Linked DNA regions of Mus musculus: region 2 is linked to region 1. The links are chromatin contacts, called in public promoter capture Hi-C maps. All regions are on one chromosome and are shown on one strand. Each heading gives the region's core, a stretch centred on a gene start, on an enhancer-like site or on the middle of the called end of the contact. The rest is flanking DNA. Distances are from core to core; before and after follow the strand shown.

Region 1 (3,876 bases), core at 383-2,882:
GTGTTAGACTTGGGTACTCTACAAGAGCAGCAAATGCCCTTAACTATTAAGCCATCCCTCTAAGCCCTTAACATTTTCCTCTTAATTAGTGATTCATCCTGGCTACACATCAGAACCAAATAAAAATATCAATGCCTAATCTCACGCCCTCCACCTGATTCCAGTTATATTGAGCTGACTTTCAAGTCAAGTACTGGGTGTTTCTTCCTAACTTCCTAGATGATGTTACCTTTTTCCCCCGTATAAAAGATTTATTTATTATATATAAGTACACTGTAGCTGTTTCCAGATGCACCAGAAGAGGATGTCAGATTTCATTATGGATGGTTGTGAGTCTCCATGTGGTTGCTGGGACTTGAACCCAGGACCTTCTGATGAGCAGTCAGTGCTCTTAACTGCTGAGCCATCTCTGCAGCCCGATGGTGTTACCCTTGACCATCACATTTACCTCTGTCAACTCTGTTACTTCAAATTCTGGGTTACATCTTTAAATGAACTGTGTGTTGAGAGGCACATGAAATCAAATTATTTTCTTTCTATCTTTTTTAATGTGTATGGGTATTTTGCTTGCATATGTGTCTATGCACTACATATGTGTCTGGTGCCCACAGAGGCAAGAAGAGAGCACCAGATCCTCTCTAGGACTGGAGTTACAGATGGTTGTGAGCTTCCATGTGGGTGCTGGGAGCTGAACTTGGTTGTTTGGAAGAACAGTCAGTGCTCTTAACTGCTGATACAAATTTTCTCATGAATTTACTACTAGTTTTAAAAAAAAGTTCCTCTCCCTAAATGTTTAGTAAATCATAACCAGATAAAGCAAAGTGTCGATAAAATGAAAATTAAAGCACAGAGGGCAAGCAGACTTTCCCCTTTCACTTTTACTCTCCAGAGCATCATGAATGTCTTTCTTTCTCTCACATCTCTTCTGGCTGCTCTGCCCTAGTCCTTTTGTGGTTATAAGGTCTGGGGGTGGAGTGAGGGGTTTTGTTTGTTCTGTAATTCAGGCTGGCCTCAAAGTCACTGTGTGTGATGATCTCCAACACACCAGAGAGCCTCCTGCTCTGCCTCTAAAATGCTGAGATTACAGGCATGCATCATTATGCCAGGCTCTGCTTGTCTTCTTCAAGGGTAAAACAGACCTGATTGGAAATGACTTCAGACAGTTGCTCCCATTTTCTGCAATCAAAGATGAAGTTGGGTGGCAGACACAGAATAATTCAGTTATCCTCATGGAGTCAATTTAAGCTACCGATGAAGGAGTAACACTCACATGCACGGCTCACCTGCCATGGGAGGTGTCATCTTACCCAGTGCTCACAATGTTCCAAAACAGTAGGTTTTTAGAGGAGGAAATGGTGAGTGAGAAGGCACTGACTTGCCTGAGACCTACACAACATTCATTTCTTCTAATAAGAAATATCCCTCAGAATTTACCTCAGAATAGATAATTTCTCAGGCAAGACTCCGTCCTAAATTTTTAGATTATGGATCCCCATGCCTGGAGAGTCAGGGATCAGTTACAAACATCAGCTACAAGCACTTAAAGTTATATAGATTGTGTTTCAAAATACGCTCTGGTGAAGGAGCAAACTCTTAGTCATTCTGTGGCATATTGCACTTCCTGTAACGGCTACTGATAAACTTCCTCTGCTGCACAGAAGCCGTCTCAGTGCGCTGGAGACCACCGTTAATCCGCACTGAAACACCCCTTTGCTCTCTCAGCCAAATCACCAACATGTCCTGTTAGAACAAGAATTTACATTCTGCGAAAGAAGTTCACAGGTAAGCACACCTGGACACAGGCCCTCTGATTTCTGATTTCAGTTTTGCTTATTTATTTTAAAAACTAAAACAGTATTAGTGTTTCATACTTAGTTGAATTCAGCTCTCAACAGTTTAAAGATGTCTACAGAAAGTTTCTGTGGTCCTGCTGTGCAGAATTTTATAAATTTATACTCAGGGTTGATACTGTCTGAAAGATTTTTATCAAGATTTTAATATTATCAGCCCTTTGAAGTTTACTCAGTCAAAATATTTGTTAAATCACTTTAATAATTTTAAGTAAGGCAAGAGTTAAAAATAAAATTAAATTCTACAGGCTTTGACTAAATTTACAATCTCTAAAATATTGTTTAAAAAATTCTCAAGCTGGGGCAGAGCCTGCCCCACATGTATAAGGCCTGGGGTTTGGCCTGGCATTGTAAACAGAGAGGGGACAGAGTCTAAGTTACTTTCTACACAGACTGTCTATTCCTATAGATTTAGATTATCTCATCAGTATTTTCCCCACTATTTAGAAAGAAAAAAAAAAAAAAAGTCAGTGCTTTTACATGCAGCCCAGGCCGGCTTCTAACTCAGATCTTTCTGTCTCCAACACACAAGTTACTAGGATTAAAAGCATTCACTACCATTACTGGCATAAATTATTTTTGTCTAACACTTTAGTTTATAAACCATCAATGGTCACCTTCGTTTTAACTTAAAGAGAAATTAAATTAGATGTCATTTTTGTATAAAATAAATTTTATATTTAAGTAATAATTATGACATATATTATGTCATTTTAAAAGTTCCATAAGGCCGGACATGGTGGCGCATGCCTTTAATCCCAGCACTCAGGAGGCAGAGGCAGGTGGATTTCTGAGTTCGAGGCCAGCCTGGTCTACAAAGTGAGTTCCAGGACAGTCAGAGCTATACAGAAAAACCCTGTCTCGAAAAAACCAAAAAAAAAAAAAAAAAATAAGGTAAAAGTTCCATAAGGAAAAAATATTATGATAAAGTGGGTATGTGCATATTCACATGTGTGCTTATGCCACATACTCTGAGCTGACCTGTTAGTGAAGAATATGAACAGAAAGAAACATTCACAGAAAGAACGTTTTGTAAAAACTTGTTGGTATATACAAAAGATACTTGCCTTGTGACTAAATGGAACAATTACATAAAATAAATAAAAATGCACTGAGCTTCCAAAGACCTGCAATCCCAAAGAAAAATAATTTGGAAGTGGGTTAGGTCCTATTTTAACACTTTATCAACATAACTTTTCTTTATAGCATCCTGGTTTAATTAATTAATTAAAGTCCTGGAACTCTGTAATCAGGCTGGCCTTGAACTCACAGAGAGATCTGCCTGGCTCTGCCTAGGCCTCTGCCTCTCTGCCTCTCCTCTGCCTTTCTTGTTCATAATTCTACAAAGGCTCCAGCATGTAGCAGAAGTCCAAGGCTCAGGGCAGCATGGTTTCATACTGTGCCACCACTAGGGCTGTGACAGCTTGTCAAGTTAACCAAGTTCTCTCTCTCTCTCTTTCTTTTTTTTTTAAAACTTGGAAGATGAAAATACAACCACCTAGGTCATGCAAATAAATCTTATTACTCAGGAATTTTCTGGTGTTCAGCAATGGTAGCTATTTTTACTGATAAAAAATGGCCATAAAATACTACTTGTAATTTGAGATTGATTTCCTTTTCTGGTTTCTTCCTACTATGGTTTTAAAATCTCACTAGTTTAGAGACAGCACTAGTACTATGTGCCTACCTCTTATATGTGTACTATAATTTACTTGTTGCTTTTGATTTTGGTTTTTGGGGACAGGGTCTCCCTACAATATAACCTTGGTTAGCCTGGAACCCACAAGCAGACCTGGTTGGCCTCTAACTCTAAGACCTCCCTGCCTCTGCCTCCAGAAATGGAGGTATAAGCTTCCACACCCAGCTATACTTATTTTTCTTATATCAAAATAACTGAAAGATCTAATTTTGTTTGTTTATTTGAGACAGGTTATCACTATCTAGCCTTGGCTGGTTTGGGCCTCCTTAAGTAGACCAGGCTGGCCTCAAATTCACAGAGATCCATTTACCTCTACTTCCAGTGCTG
Region 2 (3,876 bases), core at 638-3,137, 560 kb before region 1:
CAAAAGCCAGAAAAGACGGTCAGATTCCCCATGACTGGAATCAGAGACAGTCCTGAGTTACCATGTCAGTGCTGGGAATCTAACCTGGCTCCCCAGGAGGAACAATCAAAGCTCTTAACCACTGAGGCATCTCTGTAGTTCCTTCCAAACTTTACCTGCAAATATAGTATTCTGTTCTATCTTTTCAGCAACTCTTGTCCATATATTTATTAGACTCTCCTCCTACTCCTATCCTTAAGTTTGTCTTTCCTACTTTGTCCTACTGTTTTCTACTCGCATGGTTAATGCCTTAATTCATTTAGCAGATACCAACTATTTACTAAGTATTAGGCTATGTTATCTTTAGGATAAAAACAGCTCTTCTGGCCACTCTCTCCATTTTTCTTTCAAAAGGGCTTCCTTCTATTTTCTTTACTTTCTTATTTTATTTATTCATTTTTTGTTTGTTTGTTTGTTTGAAGATTACGGTTTCTCTGTGTAGCCCTGGCCATTGTGGAACTCAGTCTTTAGGCCTCAAACTCAAAAGATTTACCTGTCACTGGCTGGGACTAAAGGGGTTTGTCACCACTGCCCAGCTGTTTTCCTTATTTTCAAGTATTCTTTTATTTCTTCTTCTCCTCTCTTCCTTCCCCTCCCCACTTTATTTATTTATTTATTTATTTATAGACCAGGCTGGCCTGGAACTCCCCCTCCCTACTTTTGAAAGTGTCTTTTTTTTTTTTCCAGACAGTGTTTTATATCACTCACGTTTCTCCCAGACTCACTACGTAACAACCAGATAACTGTTCTGAGTTCCAGATCTTCCCAAGAGCTGGGAGTAGAGGGTATGCCCCTATGTTTCGCCCATGTGGGAAGAACAGTCTGACCTGGAACATCTTCGATCTGGCCTCTAATACAGATCCATTGCATAATCCTGAGACAATCCTGTACCGTGTCTGATCCTGCTGAGGACAATTTACACACCTTGGGCTTATGGCTCATTTAAGGACTCAAATCCAACCAGTTTTAGTGTGGCTTTTCAGCAGATCACTTTTTACCGTTTTAATAGTTTGGGGGGAAAATTACAAAGACCATGTTGTGACACGTGAAAGTTATTATGCCATATCTAAAATTCTGTATTGAAAGGTTTATTTTTACATCCTTGTTGTCCAATCTGCCTTTTTTGCTCCCCATTCCAAGCAACCCTCCTTCCCCGGCCTCTCTTAGGGCTGAAACACAGGAGCAAGCGGCTCCTCTTGTTTTTACTATACATGGTCACACCCATTTACTTAATACAGCGAAACATACACTTTATCACATGCCAGCAGATATTTATCGGGAGGCCCTTACCGAAGAAAACGTGCCATCATTCGCCTTGGCCTTCTGCCAAGATTGCTGTACAGCTGGTCATCACTTGGGCCTCTCTCTCTCTTTCACCTCCCTCCTAAGAGTATCTAGGTAGTGGCGCCTGGGTCAAGTATCCTCCCAAAATTCCCGCCTCAGCTGGCATTTACTAGGAAGGTAGTACAGCGACGATTTAAGGCCCAGAGCTGTAGCCTCGGCCCTGGAGATCATGCACTGAGTTTAGGAGAGTAGATCCCCCCTCTGTGTCCCTCCACTTCCTCCACTGTGCAGGGCAGATAAGTAGTGCAGTAAGATAAGAAGTGGGAAGCACTTAGAGACGTGTTCACGTGTTTCTACTCTAGCCTCCACTTGTTTCCTGAGGAAGTGTCCAGGCGGGCGCAGCAAAGAGGCCGGAGGAGGAGCTGAGCAGACGGCGCAGCAGGTTTCACTCACTCAGACCAAGGCGCCATTAGTGCCTGTGTCCCCCCCACCCCCACCCCCCGGCGTCTGTCAATCAAGCGGCAGCGGGGGCGGGGCGTGAAGGACAGGGCAGGGCGGGGCGGCGCTTCCGCTGCGCGAGGCCGCTCGGGGTCGCTCGCGGGAGCTAGGCGCAGTCGGGAATCCGGCGGGCCGCGCGACCAGATGAAGGGCGCGATGGAGCCGGAGCCCGAGGTGCTGCTTCAGGAAGCCCGCGAGAACGTGGAGGCGGCGCAGAGCTACCGGCGGGAGCTGGGCCAGCGGCTGCAGGGGCTGCGGGAGGCGCAGAGGCAGGTCGGAGGGCCGCTGCGGGCCTTAGAGGGCGCGGGCCGGAGGGTGGGCGCGCGCGGCGGGGGCGCCCCGAGGCTCAGCAGAGGAAGTGGGTCGCAGACCTGTGGGAGACGTGACATGGGGAGGTGGGTCCTGCAGAGTTCTTCAAGGGAAAGATAAGTTTGGCGGACTGAGAAAGAGTTTGGGGAGCGCTCCTGAGCCGCCTCGCGGGGCACTTGGTGAGCGTAGGGGTGGTGTCCGAGGATGAACCACGGGAGCAAAACCCGAGGGATCGCAGAGTGAAGATCGGAAAAGAGAGTTGGGAGGAAGAGGGCATAGTCAGGGGAAACCTGCGACAGATAACTCGGTTTAGAAAGCCTGAGGGCACTGACCTGGGGACAGTAAAGGTGGAGACGAAGTAGAGGGAGAGGGAAGAAGTAAGGAGAAATGGAGAGGTTGAGCAGCAGTGACCTTAATGCCGAATGAATGGGGACGGGGGGGGGGGGGGGTTGTTATTTGAACATCTCACAAGATCCCGAACGCCTTGAACAACCTTTTAGAGTAATCTCTAGACAGGCTAGAACTGAAGGTGAAGGATGTTGAAGGGCAGAAGGAGCAAAACAAGATGTTTCAGGGAGGGTATACAAAGGTGAAGGGAAATGGAAAAACAGATTTTAAGAGAGGACTGGTAATAGAAGAGGCTAAATACACTTTCAAGTACTGCAGTTATCTCTCCACAAGGAAAGGTCGAACAGAGATAGCGGAAAGCCACATGGCTCCTCTCCACTCTCAAAGGTATACAGAAAAAGATATAAGCCCCTGCTAATGCTAGATAAGATAGATAATCCTCACATTACTATTAAGTGCTTTAGTTAATGCTTTTTGAGGAAATGGAAATTCATTAGAATTTCTCTAGGCCTAGTTTTGTAGGGTACCGTCACACTGGTAACTCCAGTGCTGCTGTGCCGAAGCAGAAAATGGTGAAGTAGTGCTGCGATAATCTTCGAATATTGTCATTGCTAATAATTTAAACCTCTCTAGAGCTGGTGTAGGCCAGGCATCAACAGTTGAGCTAGAACTAGGATCAGAATCCAGATACGACTTATGATTTAAACCTGATTTGGTGAATACTTTCAAGGTCTTCCAATGCAGACATCTGGATTTCCTTTGGAAAGAATCTGCATTATTCCTTCTGCTATTTTGAAATAAATGTTGAAAATCTAGGATTTAAAAAAAAAAGGTTTAAAATACCCTCTTTTATATAGTACTGCTTAGTCTGTGAATTTCATGTATGCATACAGTGTATTTTATCTTAGTCACCTCCCACACCACCCCCTCGAACATTTTTAAATTTTAATTTTTTAATTATTCATTTATTTTTTTTGAAACAGGGTTTCTCTGTGTAGCTCTGACCGTCCTGGAACTTGCTTTGTAGACGAGGCTGGCCTTGAACTCAAATATTTGCTAGCCTCCACCACTCAGGTTTTTTTTTTTCTTTTAAATTTATTTATTTTTTTATATATGAGCACACTGTTGATATCTTCAGACACACCAAAAGAGGGCATCAGATCCCATTACAGATGGTTGTGAGCCACCATGTGGTTGTTGGGAATTGAACTCAAAACCTCTGGAAGAGCAATCAGTGCCCTTAACCACTGAGCCATCTCCTTTTTTTTTAAAACAAACAAACAAACAAGATCTTGCTAAGTAGCCAAGGCTATCCTGGGACTCACCATGTAGCCAACCAAGGCTGGCAACAGCTGGAAATCCTCCAGCCTCAGCCTCTGGAGTACTGGGATAACAGGC

The links. Capture Hi-C pulls out chosen DNA fragments and counts their contacts.
Region 2: a promoter capture Hi-C map of liver shows a contact between it and region 1, with 3 times the contacts expected there. The contact joins the promoter of Crlf3 here to the promoter of Evi2b in region 1. A contact is called at or near these places in 2 of 39 promoter capture datasets (liver and pre-B cells), 10 of 484 Hi-C or Micro-C datasets (B cells, CD4 T cells, CD8 T cells and 4 more), 4 of 115 datasets of contacts at active chromatin or transcription factors (bone marrow-derived dendritic cells, embryonic forebrain, memory CD8 T cells and 1 more) and 2 of 9 other capture datasets (adipose tissue and liver).

The regions. Positions count from the first base shown.
Region 1 is chr11:79,521,518-79,525,393 of GRCm38.p6, reverse strand. Evi2b (ecotropic viral integration site 2b) reads left to right here and starts at 1,632. Exons shown (of 2, transcript NM_001077496.1): 1 at 1,632-1,782. The region is part of intron 36 of Nf1 (neurofibromin 1); the gene reads right to left. It overlaps Evi2 (ecotropic viral integration site 2), which reads left to right. Exons shown (of 4, transcript NM_146023.4): 3 at 1,659-1,782.
Region 2 is chr11:80,079,002-80,082,877 of GRCm38.p6, reverse strand. Crlf3 (cytokine receptor-like factor 3) reads left to right here and starts at 1,887. Exons shown (of 8, transcript NM_018776.2): 1 at 1,887-2,094. The coding sequence starts at 1,966.